Regions from separate parts of the Siniperca chuatsi genome. Here region 1 is linked to region 2. A link is a contact called in public Hi-C data. All regions are on one chromosome and are shown on one strand. Each heading gives the region's core, a stretch centred on a gene start, on an enhancer-like site or on the middle of the called end of the contact. The rest is flanking DNA. Distances are from core to core; before and after follow the strand shown. Region 1 holds the start of ap2s1 (AP-2 complex subunit sigma). Region 2 overlaps arhgap35a (rho GTPase-activating protein 35).

What was found. Hi-C and Micro-C count contacts between places; a contact is called where the count stands out from the background.
Region 1: a Hi-C map of liver shows a contact between it and region 2, with 4 times the contacts expected there. The contact joins the promoter of ap2s1 here to the enhancer-like site in region 2. A contact is called at or near these places in 3 of 3 Hi-C or Micro-C datasets (liver, skeletal muscle and an unstated tissue).

What each region holds. Positions count from the first base shown.
Region 1 is chrLG7:18,478,032-18,484,479 of ASM2008510v1, forward strand. ap2s1 (AP-2 complex subunit sigma) reads left to right here and starts at 2,614. Exons shown (of 5, transcript XM_044204002.1): 1 at 2,614-2,772; 2 at 3,834-3,983; 3 at 4,500-4,613. The coding sequence starts at 2,770.
Region 2 is chrLG7:18,416,254-18,423,180 of ASM2008510v1, forward strand. arhgap35a (rho GTPase-activating protein 35) reads right to left here. Exons shown (of 9, transcript XM_044203999.1): 7 at 6,239-6,370; 8 at 4,703-4,808; 9 at 1-3,001. The coding sequence ends at 2,524. Among protein-coding and RNA genes, the nearest start is that of LOC122878980, 8.3 kb to the left of the region's middle. Within about 2 kb of position 1,263, the one cell type or tissue checked has an H3K27ac peak away from gene starts, as active enhancers do. A contact at or near this core is called in liver, where this site is marked.

The DNA.
Region 1 (6,448 bases), core at 1,364-3,863, 63 kb after region 2:
ACGCACACAGTTTACGAATATTATTGCTTAGTGCCGCCGTTCATCACTACACCAAATGTAAACGGTGACTATTAGATAAAAAAAACACTTATTAAATATTTTTTTAAATAACCTGTCAAGAAAATACACATAATACACATTTACATCAGAAAAAAAGCCCAAACATTGAACATTTCTTTCTGCAAATGAATTTTTCTTTACTTTTTGGTAGTTTGATTCATACATTTATACTACCATGCAGACCTGTAGGTGTATGATTATCAGTGGACAAATTAATCAACTAAAATCATGGAAATATCTGTAATAGCTTGCCTAAACCATACACCCACAGAATTAAGTAGGCTACTGCACATTAGTAAATTGTACTTCAACTACAATTTCAAGGTAATTTAAAGGTACTTGAGTATTTCCATTCTGTTACTTTATACTGATAATATTGCACTTTTTTATGGTTTTCTCTTTGTTTGTTGTTTTGTGTTGTACTTTTGACAGCTGTAGCTACTAGTTACTTTGATAAACATACACAGTCAAAGCAAATGGTCGACTTATAAAATATAATGTATTGTTATGTTTTATAGGCCTACTTTAATTTGTATTCTCTTTTTATATGTCAAAACAAACAGCAACATTGTTGCCAGGCACAATCACATCTGTTCTATTGCAACACTGATTCCAGCTGTAGGAGAGGAAAAAAAAGAATGTGGTCATGTCATCTTGATTGTAATTAAGTGACTTTATTTTGGTCCATTTGACCTCTTGGCCCCATGCCTCACACACACTACTTCCTTTCACAACTGATCGTCATTTCCCCTTACAAACTCAAACATTTGTCATCCTCGAACAGATTTTAATGTTCCGTTGCTACATAACGGGTAATAGATTTGTTCTGCGTTCACCCGAGGACTCCTACCTAAAACCTTATTGAGCAGCACAGAGGCAAAATATGTCATTCCTTTCCTGAGAAACTCAATCATCTCAAAGGTTAGTTCTAATTATATGTGTTGTGCCATGAGTCATCCACTTGGTGAAAGAGTTACTATGAAGTTGTCTGTCCTTTGATGATTTCAGCCACTAAATGATCAAAAATGTAAGCTTCTGAAGTAGATCTCAGCCCCCTCGCCCAAGACAATGCTTCCACATACTTAGAGAAATGTCTGCAATGTTGTACAAGACAAATGCCTTTTACGTTTTTTACGTTACAGTCAAGGTAAAAGCTGTTACAGTATTCAACCTCCTGGGCTGCAAAACCAAAACATAAGAAATAATCATTTAGAGTATAGAAGTACTGTTATTCCTACATTAAAAAAGTGTATAAAGGGCACTATGTGTGCTTTGACAGTTTGAAATGTGGCCCACCATTAAATACACAGTCAAGCAGGGTTCAAGGTGCTCTGCCCTCCGTTTGAATAAGTCCACAAGCTTCTGTCCAATCACATTAGTCACTGTGTTCTCAGCAATATTTGCATGACCCCAATCACACAGAGCAAGATTAGCTTGGGTCAAAGTTTCTGTTGAATAATCTGCCTATGTTTTACATCTCTTTCTCCTACCACTGTTTTTTCAGCGTGGGCCAGGTCTCATCATAAAACTTTTGTTCATTTAACTATTATATTATAACACATATGTTTATTTGTGCTATTTAATTCTTATACAAAGATTACCACATTATTTGTGCTTTTATTACACTGGACACACCAGTATCAAACACAGCTGTAAAAGGAAAAACTCTACATTTATCATTTACTCACTGATTCCCTTTCATTTTAATTCTTTTCCCCATCCCACCTCAACCCTCTCTGTATCTGCAGCTGAAATATTTCTGGGTCCCAAGGGCAAGCACATTCCTTCACTCACAGTTGTGCAATCCCTGACAATCACAGTTCCCCCATCCCCCTCTGACTCCCTAAATGCCCAGAATGCTCAGAGAGGCAAGCTGTCCAAGCTGTCTGGGCGATGTTCTGCGGTAAATTGGCTGCCCAACCAGACCAGTAAACAAACTCTGAGCCCTGACTCTGCAGAAAACAACCACAAATGATGTAACCTCAAGAGGGTGGAAGTATACATTGCTACTTTTTCATTCTGTATTGTGTATGCAACTTATGCATAAGTGTATCACAAATGTGGTACACACAACCACACACACACGCACACACACAATTATGAAGTGGCTGAAATACTACTTATATAAATTTAAAAACAAAGATGTAATATTTATGTATATTTTTTTACATTTGATATGGTAAAATACTCTAACGGTTTGTTTCATATAAGAAATATTGATGATAGTATTTTCAATTTAATTTAAATAAAATCTTTAGTTTCGTTAAAAACATATGGAATAAGTCTGACTGAGTGATATTAAGTGTCACATTAAAATGTTTTTAACGTTTATCATCCTTATCTTTCTTCATAGTTTGTTTAAATTCATATTTAGGTAACTACACACTAAAATATTTCTGCTAGAGAAAAACAGTACACGGCCTCCACCACGCTCATGTGATCCAAAGTACGCCTCAACAAGCGACACCACGAAGGGACGCTGGTTCTTGTAGTGCCATATTACCTTCCATGGGTTCTAAATATGGCGATACAAACTACATTCTCCACCATGCAACGCAACTTAGCGTAGTTTTGCACTTCCTGTTAGCTCGGGAAAGATAGCGGACGAGCGGTCGAAAAAAATACTGATGCATTTATGTAAAATCGTAGCATAATTGTTCAGGAACGTGCTATTCTGGAGCTCGTGAGGTCCATATTTAGGAGACGACAATGGTAAATATGTCACACACGAACACTGTTGTATTTTCTTCTCATAATGTTAGCGCATTACCGCTAGCTTGCTAGCATTTCAGAGTTCGCAGGATAACCTCTTCATTCAGTCTGTAGAAAACGTTAGCTTGTTAGTTAGCTCACTTACTATAGCACTCTAAGGCCACAGATTTGAAGTCACGATATTTTACCACAGACCAACTACTACTGAGCTCAAATAGATTGCCTGGCAATAATTTTGACTTTGTCAATCATGTTGTAAAAATAAATGGGTGTGGTTCACCTAACGTTAGCTAATGCTAACGCTACCAGTATTTATCTAACGTTACAGACGTGGGACACATTAAAGGAAAAACCTGAATAAAAGAATGGAGAAACATCAAATGCAGAGCTCAACCCAGTTGAACACCTATGGTAGATTTTGGACCACCGTGTAAGACAATGCTCTCCACCATCATCACCATAAATCTCAGATGATACAATATAAACTTTTATCTTCAAATCTATTTATGGATGTCTGTGAGTGTCTCTGATGCTATATGTCCTTGTGTTATGTCTCGCTATCCTTGTTTGTCTTTCTATCTGCTGTACTCAGGTCTCTCTTGCAAAAGAGATCTGGACTCAATGATATTACCTGATTCAATAAAGGTGGCATATATATATCTATATATATATAATTATATATATATATATATATATATATATATATATATGAGGGAATATCTTGTGGAGGAATGGTGTTCATCCCTCTAATAGAGTTCCACAGACTTGGCAAGGAGCACTGAAGCTGTTCTGGAGGCTCGTGGTGGCCTGCGTCCATACTAAGATACTTCATGTTGGTTTTTCCTTTTAATTTGTCAAGATTAAGATGTTGCTAGATATTAAGGACTTCTAACATTGAATTACAAATGAGTGACAGCTAAAAGCCAACAAAGTAACGTTAGATTGTTGTGTCTGATCTATGAATTGTCTGTGTCTCAAATCACTTTGACACCAAAGACAAGTTTTTCAGTAGACTATTCTGTTGTAACCTAATTTTTGTCTCTTCTCATTGTATCGCATAGATCCGCTTCATCCTCATCCAGAACCGAGCAGGGAAGACACGACTCGCCAAATGGTACATGCAGTTTGATGATGATGAAAAACAGAAGTTGATTGAGGAAGTGCATGCTGTGGTAACTGTCAGGGATGCCAAGCACACCAACTTTGTGGAGGTATGGGATTAGTCAGTATTATATGTATGCATTCATGGTTGTATGGTTCTTTTTTCCTGGGTGGTTCTGTGACATGCTCCATTATGTTACTTTGTTCAGCTGAACCAGAACGTTTTTCTAAATCCTATCAAGGACCACAGTATAATGACTGAAACCACACTGTCCTTAAAAATCTCGTGGCTACTTTACAGTAAAATTGGGTGACTCATGTGTCCCACATTGCAAGCTTTTTCCACTAGCTACTTTAACAAATCACAAGTCAATTTTCTAAAGCAATTTGTAAAAGAAGCATTTCAATCAATGGGTGACATTCTAGAGAAATACACTGTCAAGAAAGAAGAATCCTGGTCTTCTGATATGTTTTAAAATGCATTTTGTTCTAAGGTTATTAGAAATATATACTGGGTGTGTTTTTACCTTTAAAGCTGGGAGGTTTAAGTCCAAGTAAAGCTGCTGTTTTTGTCATAATATGAGAGACACAGTTGTTAAGAGGCTTTATCTGTGTTGTTCTCACAGTTCAGGAACTTCAAGATCATTTATCGGCGTTATGCTGGTTTATACTTCTGTATTTGCGTGGACGTGACTGATAACAACTTGGCATACCTCGAGGGAATCCACAACTTTGTAGAGGTAACTGACACACACAACACATGATATATAGACTTAGTAAGTGAACTATGATGATTTGCTTCTCGTGGTCTGATTGTTTTCAGGAATGTCCGTTAATGATTTCCTTCAAAATTTCCCTTCCTCTTCTGTCTTGCAGCTCCTTAATATCAAACCTGCATTCTTGTGGGAAGTATGGACTGCAGTCAAATGACATTAGTGGAAGAAATTAATTGTTTATTATTCAGTACTCACGTTTATGGGTGATACTCCTTTATATTAAGAGGCATATAAGGTATTCTCCACACTAACTGTATGATTTTGCAATGGTATCACCATGATAAATATGACATAATGTTTTGTCTTCAACAGAATATGGATTATCAGATTGTTGCAAGCAAAACAAATGAGTCACAGTTGAACCGTTTAGCATGACAGTCAGTACAAATTCCGAAACACACTACAATAAGTTTCCATCAAATCAAATTCATTTTACATTCTTATGTTCAGGGTGTGTCATTATTGACTTTGATCAATGTTAGATAACACCAGGTCAAGTGATGCTGGAAATAAGCCTTCAGCAATAAAATAACAAATTGATCATTAATTACGAACTGAGTCTGATATCAACTGACTGCACAGACATCACACAAACACTGAAGTGGCTAATAACAGGATGCTCAAAAAGATAGATGTTGCCAATAGTAATGATACAGTCATTTCAGAGTTGGGAGCTAATACTTTTATAATCTGCAAGCATTTTGGTGAGATAAAGACTTTGCAGTTTCCTAATAATGTCTGTGCCCTCCTTTAGCACGGTAACCTCCCGTCAGTGCTCATGTTGGCCTGTAAAGTGCTACTGCAGCAAAAACGGCAAACTAAATACATTTCAGTATTTTTTGCTACTCATCATTTCAGATGTTGCTTGACAGCAGATCAACCAATAATTTAATTTGATTCTGGGTGTTTTTTTCTATTTTACTAGTAGTAGGTATTGCCTTATTAAAAGTGGTTTGCAAAAGTCTGTTCATCAGTGTATGGCAAAAACAAGGACTAGTCCTAGTGTATTTATAATACTCCTGTGCAATATACTCTGTTTTCAGTTTAATATTCCCTGTTTATTGATATTTATTAATACTTATATTACTGCTGTGCAACATCCACCATCTAATAAGCTGGTTAATCTGCTACACTTAACTTGACAGTACTCATTATTGCACTATTACTTATATTATTATATTGTATTATACCGTACTATACTTACCAACCTGTAAATCCACTTTTGTACTTTACACTTATTTTAGCTTTTATACTTTATATCCACTTTTGTACTTAATTTATCTTACCTGTATTATATTGTATTATATTTTGATTTGCACATCTCTTATTTCTTGCTAGAAATAATTGTCTCGTTGCAGACCTATTTATTATTATTTCTATTTTTATTCTATTAGTATCGTAGAAAAGGTTTCAGTCGTAGTCATCTGGACACTGTTTTCAGAATCAAGACGTTTCTGAAAACAGTGTCCAGATGACTACGACTGAAACCTTTTCTACGATAGAACACTCCTGGACGAATGAGGGACTACACCGTCTTATTCTATTAGTAGTTCTATTCCTGTGTGCATTGACGTGATAGTGAGCAGCTGTAACGAAAGAGTTTCCCCTCGGGGATCAATAAAGTATTTCTGATTCTGATCTGATTTAGTTGCAAAAGCTTAATTATTTCAGTTCATAGATTAAATATTTTCTTCAGACTGTAGCCTACTTAAAGGAGTGTAAATATAGCTCATTGAAGTGAATCAGTCAAGCTACTTTCACAAGTATATTACGAGAAAAGTGTTTCTGTAATTTTTTTT
Region 2 (6,927 bases), core at 13-2,512:
AAAATAAGTGACCTTGGTGAGCATCTGCTTAACATTAACAAGCATAAGTTCACATGCGCACACTCTTTCTCGAGCTCACACAAACACAGAGACACATGCGTGCACACACATACACTTTAAAAAGCTGCTCGATCGGGGCTCAGCAATTCTCCTCAAGCCTCAGCTCGCTGGTTTCTACGGTAACCGCAGGCTGGGCCGAGGAATTCTGTGATGCTCCATTCCAGTCATGCAGACAGATGAATGGACTGTCTGTTCTGTCTGCTGTCTCTCCCGGATCCAACTGTCTCTCTTGGACAGGGAATGACTAGGGGATGTGGTGGCATAACAGTGACAGCGGGGGGAGTCCGGTGTAGTGGTTACACAGTACTCTTGCAAATTATATTTCGAGTCCACCGAGAGCAGGTTTGAGTCTCCTTTCCAGAGGCATAACGCTGTGTCCTATGAGGACAGGATGCTGAGGCCTGGAGCAGTGGTTACCAATTATTTCCAACGATAAAAAGCTTCCCACTTGTCAAAGCTTAAGCCTTGCTTCCAACTCTTACTTTCTGGCCTGTAATGCTACATTGTGCGTCAATCTCCTAAATCTCTATTTTCTTCCATTCAAATATGGCGTCTGGGAAGTGGCACTCCTCTACAAAGGGCTGAGTGCTTTGGTGAAGTGGAAAATAACAACAAAAAGACAGAGAGGCAATTGCATTCACTGCATGTCTAATCAACTGCAATGTAGCCACATGCTTTGTGGCAATCTATATATTCTCAATTGACTTGTACCAGATTTAAAACTGCTGTTGTTCTTTTATTTACACTCTTACACTTCATAAGCTCTAAAGTTAATTTTATCTGACATACAATAATGAAAATCTTAACAATTGCACCTATAAGAGAATCTGACACTACAAAAACTACAGTAGGAAAATGGTGCTACGCCCATGCAGTAGGAAGGGAGGTTATGGCTGCAATACCCATTTCTTCCTCTAGATGTCAGTGGTGTGCTCCAAGAGAGAGAGAGTAGGGTGGATTGACAATAAAGTGAACGGTGGCTGTCATGTCATGGCAGCTCCAATTTAAAATGTGCCTTCAAAGTGCTCAGAAAAGTGCTTTTTGAACAAGGTCCTTACTGTGAAAACTGCCGCACCGACTCGCTCGTAAAACCACCACAGTGTGAAAGAAGCAAGAACATGACAGGTGAAGGTCCAACCCTGGAATTATTCCCACTATCTGCCTAATACAGGGAAATTCAGGTAAAACAAAAAGTCATGGATACATGAGCACACAGACAGATAGACAGTCACACAGACACTTACACGCAAGGCCAGTCATTGAGTGATGGGCCCGTCTTTTTCTGTGTTTCCCAATATTTTGTCAAATAAAGCGCATTGGGACAGTGGGAATGTGAATGTAGAATCAGGATTTGGACCAATTAAAATATCTGCTTTTTGAAGCCGTTTTCTTCATGTGTTTACAAAGACGGGGCATGAGGTTGAAGTTCAAACCGAGAGAGAGAGAGAGAGAGAGAGAGAGAGAGAGAGAGAGAGAGAGAGAGAGAGCAAACAGGAGACTGGGAGGAGCCTTCCCAGAATGCCAAGGGTGTGAGAGTCCCCATAATCCTTTGCTCCAATTTGATGCCTAGCAGATCTGGTTGGTTGAGATTTGTTTTTTTCCTTTCTTTGCTTAGCATACTGCCTCGACTGAAACTGAATTTGTCTGTGTGCGTGTGTATGAGGGGTTGACACATAGGAATGTGTAAGAACATCCTGTCGGGTGAGTAGTGACACGTGTTTCTTGCTTAAGTCCTCTGTACAGTGGTGAAATAAACAAACATGTGTTCAGGACTCTCTCTCTGCTCCACTTTGACCCAGCCACGGCCTCCAGGTAGGTACAGTAGCTGGGTCAGTTTGCAAAAATGTGCGCCGGCCACCAAAATTCCTAGCACAGTTAGAGGCTAAGGGATTGAGGAGAGTGGTTGTCGGAGGCACTCTGGCCACTGGGTGTTTGTGTGTCTGTTATGCTGGGATTGCTTCACCACTCACACAAACAGTTCACATTCTCCCTGCACTTTACTTCTGAGTCCCTCCCTGAGTCCCTTTAACAGTTACTGGCAACATCTCACTCTTCTTTAGTGTGTTTGTGTGTAGGTTCTCTATAAGGCAAGGAGGGCAGGTCTAGATGATGTGAGACTGTGAGACAAAGGAATAAAGTGGCGAGGAGGGAGAAAGATCATACTGCCAGTTCAGAGGCGCTTAAGTGTTCCCCTGTTCTGCCTTGTGTGTGTCCATTTTTCTAAAAGCAACTGAGGCTCAAAGGTCCTCTTCTTCTCCTAAACATGTAGGTTTCTCCCTGTACATACTGCATCTCACTCAATCTCTCCCAACTTCTCTTCCTACCTCCTGTTCACGTTTCAATTTATCTTCTTCAATTCCTTCCCAAACTTCAAAATCTCTTATTCTGAACCCTTATAACCTCTCTGAATCTCATTATCCGTCCTCTTAGTTATTTTTTTCTCTCTTTCCCTTGATCCCTGGTTCACAGCGTGTGTTGTTCCGTAGGGGGGTGATGGGGGTGCAGGGAGGGCGGCAGCAGGGCTGGGATCGGGGACTGGGGAGTAGGAGGTGGGGAGTGGGGTGGGGACCGATGTTGATGGTGGTGGTGGTGGTGGATAGGAGGGCCGTAGTGTGGGATGACAGGAGGGGTGGCGGGGAGGACGTAGGGAGTCGGGGACGGAGTTGGCGAGGATGAGTAGCCTCCAGCCATGCAGGAGTAGGCAGAGGTTCCTCCCCCGAAGGAGAGTGTAGAGGTGGGGGAGCCGGGGAGGCCATCGGCCAGTGGTTGATTGTAGAAGAAGTACGCGCACTGGTGGATGAAGCTCTCGATGATTGTCTGGTAGGTGCGGGTGGCAGTCAGGGCGTCCATGGTGGTGAAGTCTGGTCTCATCAGTGTGGGCCAGAAACAGATGGACAGGTTCTCACTGGTCATCAGGTTCAACTTGTTGTTCTGGCTCACCCTGGGCAACACAAAGAAACCATGAAGTGAAATTAATTGGCTACAAATCATTACCTAATTTTTAACAAAACATTTCAAAAAAGGGATGCTTCAAATGATCTGCTGCTGATCAAAACCTGATGGTGTCCTCTAAATCTCCTCATCACATAAGCTGATGCTATTATGTAAGCCGAATTATTACAAAGGTTTTTACTCCTAATATGGCATAAAATAGGCTATCGAAACAGCAGGGGTCTCTTTTTTCTAAAATGGTCAGATAGAAGAATCGACTCAGTTGTATACTGTGTACTGTAGGGCTGCAACTAACGATTATTTTCATTATTGATTAATCTTCCAATAATTTTCCTGTCTTGTTTTGTCCAGCCAACAGTTCAAAACCCAAAGATTTTCAGTTTACTATGATATAAAGCAGAGAAGTGTGGAAACATTTTCATGCTGGAGAAACAGTTTAGCATTTTTGCTTAAAAAATACTGAAATGATTATCAAAATTCAATCAATCAATTAATTTCCTGGCAATCGACTAAACGTTGGGACGATCTAATATTTTGCATTTTAAAATTACTTGACAAGAAGAGTCTATAGCCATGCTAGCGGCTCTGTGAGGCTGTATTTGGGCACAGTGGTGCTGTAAGCTCAATGCTAATGCTAACATGCTCTCGATGTTAGCATGCTGATGTTTAGGTGTAATGTTCACCATGTTCATCATCTTAGTTTAGCATGTCAGCATGTTAACATTTGCAAATTAGCACTAAAGACAAAGTACAGCTGTGGCTGATGGGAATGTCATTAGGTTTGCAGGTATTTGGTCATAAACCATAGCATTTAATAAATTGAAATTTTGACCTGATAATGGAGGAAAAGTCAGGGATCACCAAAGTCAGAAGGCTTCATTCTTTGGTGACCATGAATGTCAACCCACATAATAGTTGTTGAGATATTTCAGTCTGGACCAAAGTGGTGGACTGACAGAAAGGACCAACATTACCATTCCCAGAGCAATGTGCTAGTGTGGCTAAAAATGTGTACTGCTTAAGATATCTAAGTGCTATTTTACCCTTGGTGTCTGCGCTTACCCAGTTCAGACTTTTGTTCTGAAAACTGCACTATAAACTACACTATAGTTAATCTATAATAAGGGTTCCCAACATTTTTGGCTTGGGACCCCTTCAGATGAGACAGTAGCTACTTCTGACCCATCATTGAAGGTTATGGCCATAGTGTAGACGTGAGTTGTGAGCAAATCAATCTAAGAATGACTTATCCTTCTTAGACAGTTTTATTTGAAAAAGGTAAAAGTATCTTTTATTTGACGATAGAAAAACTAAAATTGGAGAGAAATATGCATTATCAGATTTATATTGGGAACTCTTGGGGGTTCTGACCCACAGGTTGGGAACCACTGATTTGAATTTAGACTACAAAGTTTTCTTGGCAGTTTTGGAGCACAGAAGTCAACTTGTCATACCTAAGTTGACAGAGTTATTAATACATAAATAAACTGCAACATCCATTACTGTCCACATACAAATAGGGGTTAAATAACCACTGCATTAACACAGATCATGACTCAACCTGAGCAAAACCTCTATTCTGTCTGTGTGCTAGTTTCGGTGATGTCACCGCTAGGTCACCTGACTGGGTGACCGGCGGTGTAGTCAGCACGGCTGTCAGAGGCCGTCTCTGACCCTGTCACTCACTCACTTGTTCAAGTGGCTGATGACATATTTGAAGACCTCGTAATTCTCCTTGGGGAAGCGGCGCAGAATGTCCTTCATCGTCTGGAAGCGCTGCTCCCTATCGTTGATCTCTGAATGGTGGCAGAGAGAGACGAGAGGTTAGAGGAGGGAGGAAAGTGGCTGAGTGGCTGAAAGAAAAGATTAGGGCAATCTGAGGACAAGATGTCAGGGGTGTGAGAGCACAGAAAGATGAGGAGGGATGGCGGGGAGTAAGAGGAGAGTTTGAAGAGCATAGTGAAAGCAATTGGATTCAGCTCTCAAAAAATCTGTGCAGGACACAGTGATTTCATCCTACAACAGTACAAAAAGGACTCCAAACTACAGTTCTCACCAGACAAAGACTACACATTCCAGAGGAGAAACATACCACGATTACACCCATCACAATGTCCTACAGATTACAGCAACTCACACACAAACACACACATACGCTGGGTGTGTTAAGTCTGATGGCAGCGAGGAGTGAGTCAGAAACGCTGACGTCACCAGCTAACACAGTCCATCCTGTGTGAATGTGAGCAAGGCAAAGAGCAGCAGTGAGAACAGCAGATCTTCTCCTCCACATCACAAACATGATTTACAATCACAGAATTTGAGTTTGTATTCCCACAATGAGGTCAGTGTGGATCAAAAACAGATTTGAGGCGTAATGGCTTTACATAGTCCCAGTTCCTCCTACTGTACATCCATCATCAGCAAACAAAACTTAACTAACTTCCTAAAGCTTATTTAAAGTAATGTCACCATGACAATATCCACTAGAATCCACCCACCCAGCTGTCTCTCTTTTTCTCCACCTCTCAGTAAAAAAGATCAAATTTTGAAAATGCCAAGCACAAAATGCTACTTTCAATTGACTGAAGGCTTTTTTTGTCTCTAACCCCAACTCACTTTTCTTTTTCACTCTCTTCTTTTTCTCTATTGTGGCACAGACTGCAGGAGCTTTATCAGGTCTCTGTCACGGCTGAAGGGTCTCGCTGGGGCCGTTAAAAAACATACACACACACACACAGACAGAGCTCGGTGAGTGACAGCAGCCTTGCGGCCCAGGGGTAAATCTCCCTGGCGCGATGCAAGACTAAGCTACGCCTTAAGTCTCCATTCCAACAGATTACAGGACACAAAGAGAAAAGGAGAGGCCGTGGAGAGTGTTTATCTAACATATGACTGTTTTCTCATGACTTCATCCAGACCCTGTTATCCATAGTGCTCCTGCATCCCTCCATCATGTGCAATCATCCCCACATCCTCCTCTCCGAAGCTTTAAATATTCTCTCCATCCCCTTTTTCCTCCGTTCCCCAGCTCCTCACCGAGTGTTAAATCCAATTCTCCCCATGGATGGATTTGGATTGCAAGAGTTTTGCTTGTTAGCTTAAAGAAAAGTTACAATGAAGGGAAAAGGATTTAAGGTAAAATCCAATACACCTCGGGTTTTTGTGAAGAACTCTCCCCCACATCCCTTTGCCCCATGTCCCCTCACACCATAGCCCCAGGACTTACTGAAGGCCTCCACCAGCTCTCCCTGCATGCTGTAGGGCACCAGAGGCTCAGGTAGCTCAGAGAAGAAGGCTTTCATGGCTCCGGCTACTGTGTTCATGGTGAAGTCTTTCTCCACCAGGTCCAGGCTGTGGTCTGGGAAAAAAAAATGAAAGGGAAAGAAGACATTTGAAGTACAAAACACACTTATCATATATACATCACAATTTTACATGCATAAAAGTAAATAAGAGAGTTGGCCAAAATAAAACCTGATAGGCACCTTACAATCTCACTCATTCCAAAACAACACCCCTGTAAAAAATCTACTGTTGTGAAGCTCGCTTTGAATGAACAGGGGTGTTTTATGGAAATAATGGACTTTTATATCAGTTTTGCATCCATGTGATAAAGTACTTTGATTTGTCAGGTATTACATTTTCTGGATCCAAAACAGACATTCCTGTCTGGTTATTGATTTTCCAAAAAATGTACAAAATCGCGATATATAGAGATATTACAATGTAAAATTACACTTAGTGTTAGAGGATTTTATCCATATCACCCTATTCACTGTTTGTGCTTGTTTGGGATGGTGCACACAACTTGTAGACAAGCCTATACAAACAGGTTTGTCCTAAACTTCACATTTCATCATTTAATCAATTGGAATAATAGCATCTTTGGTGATGTACCATCATTTTGGTTAAATA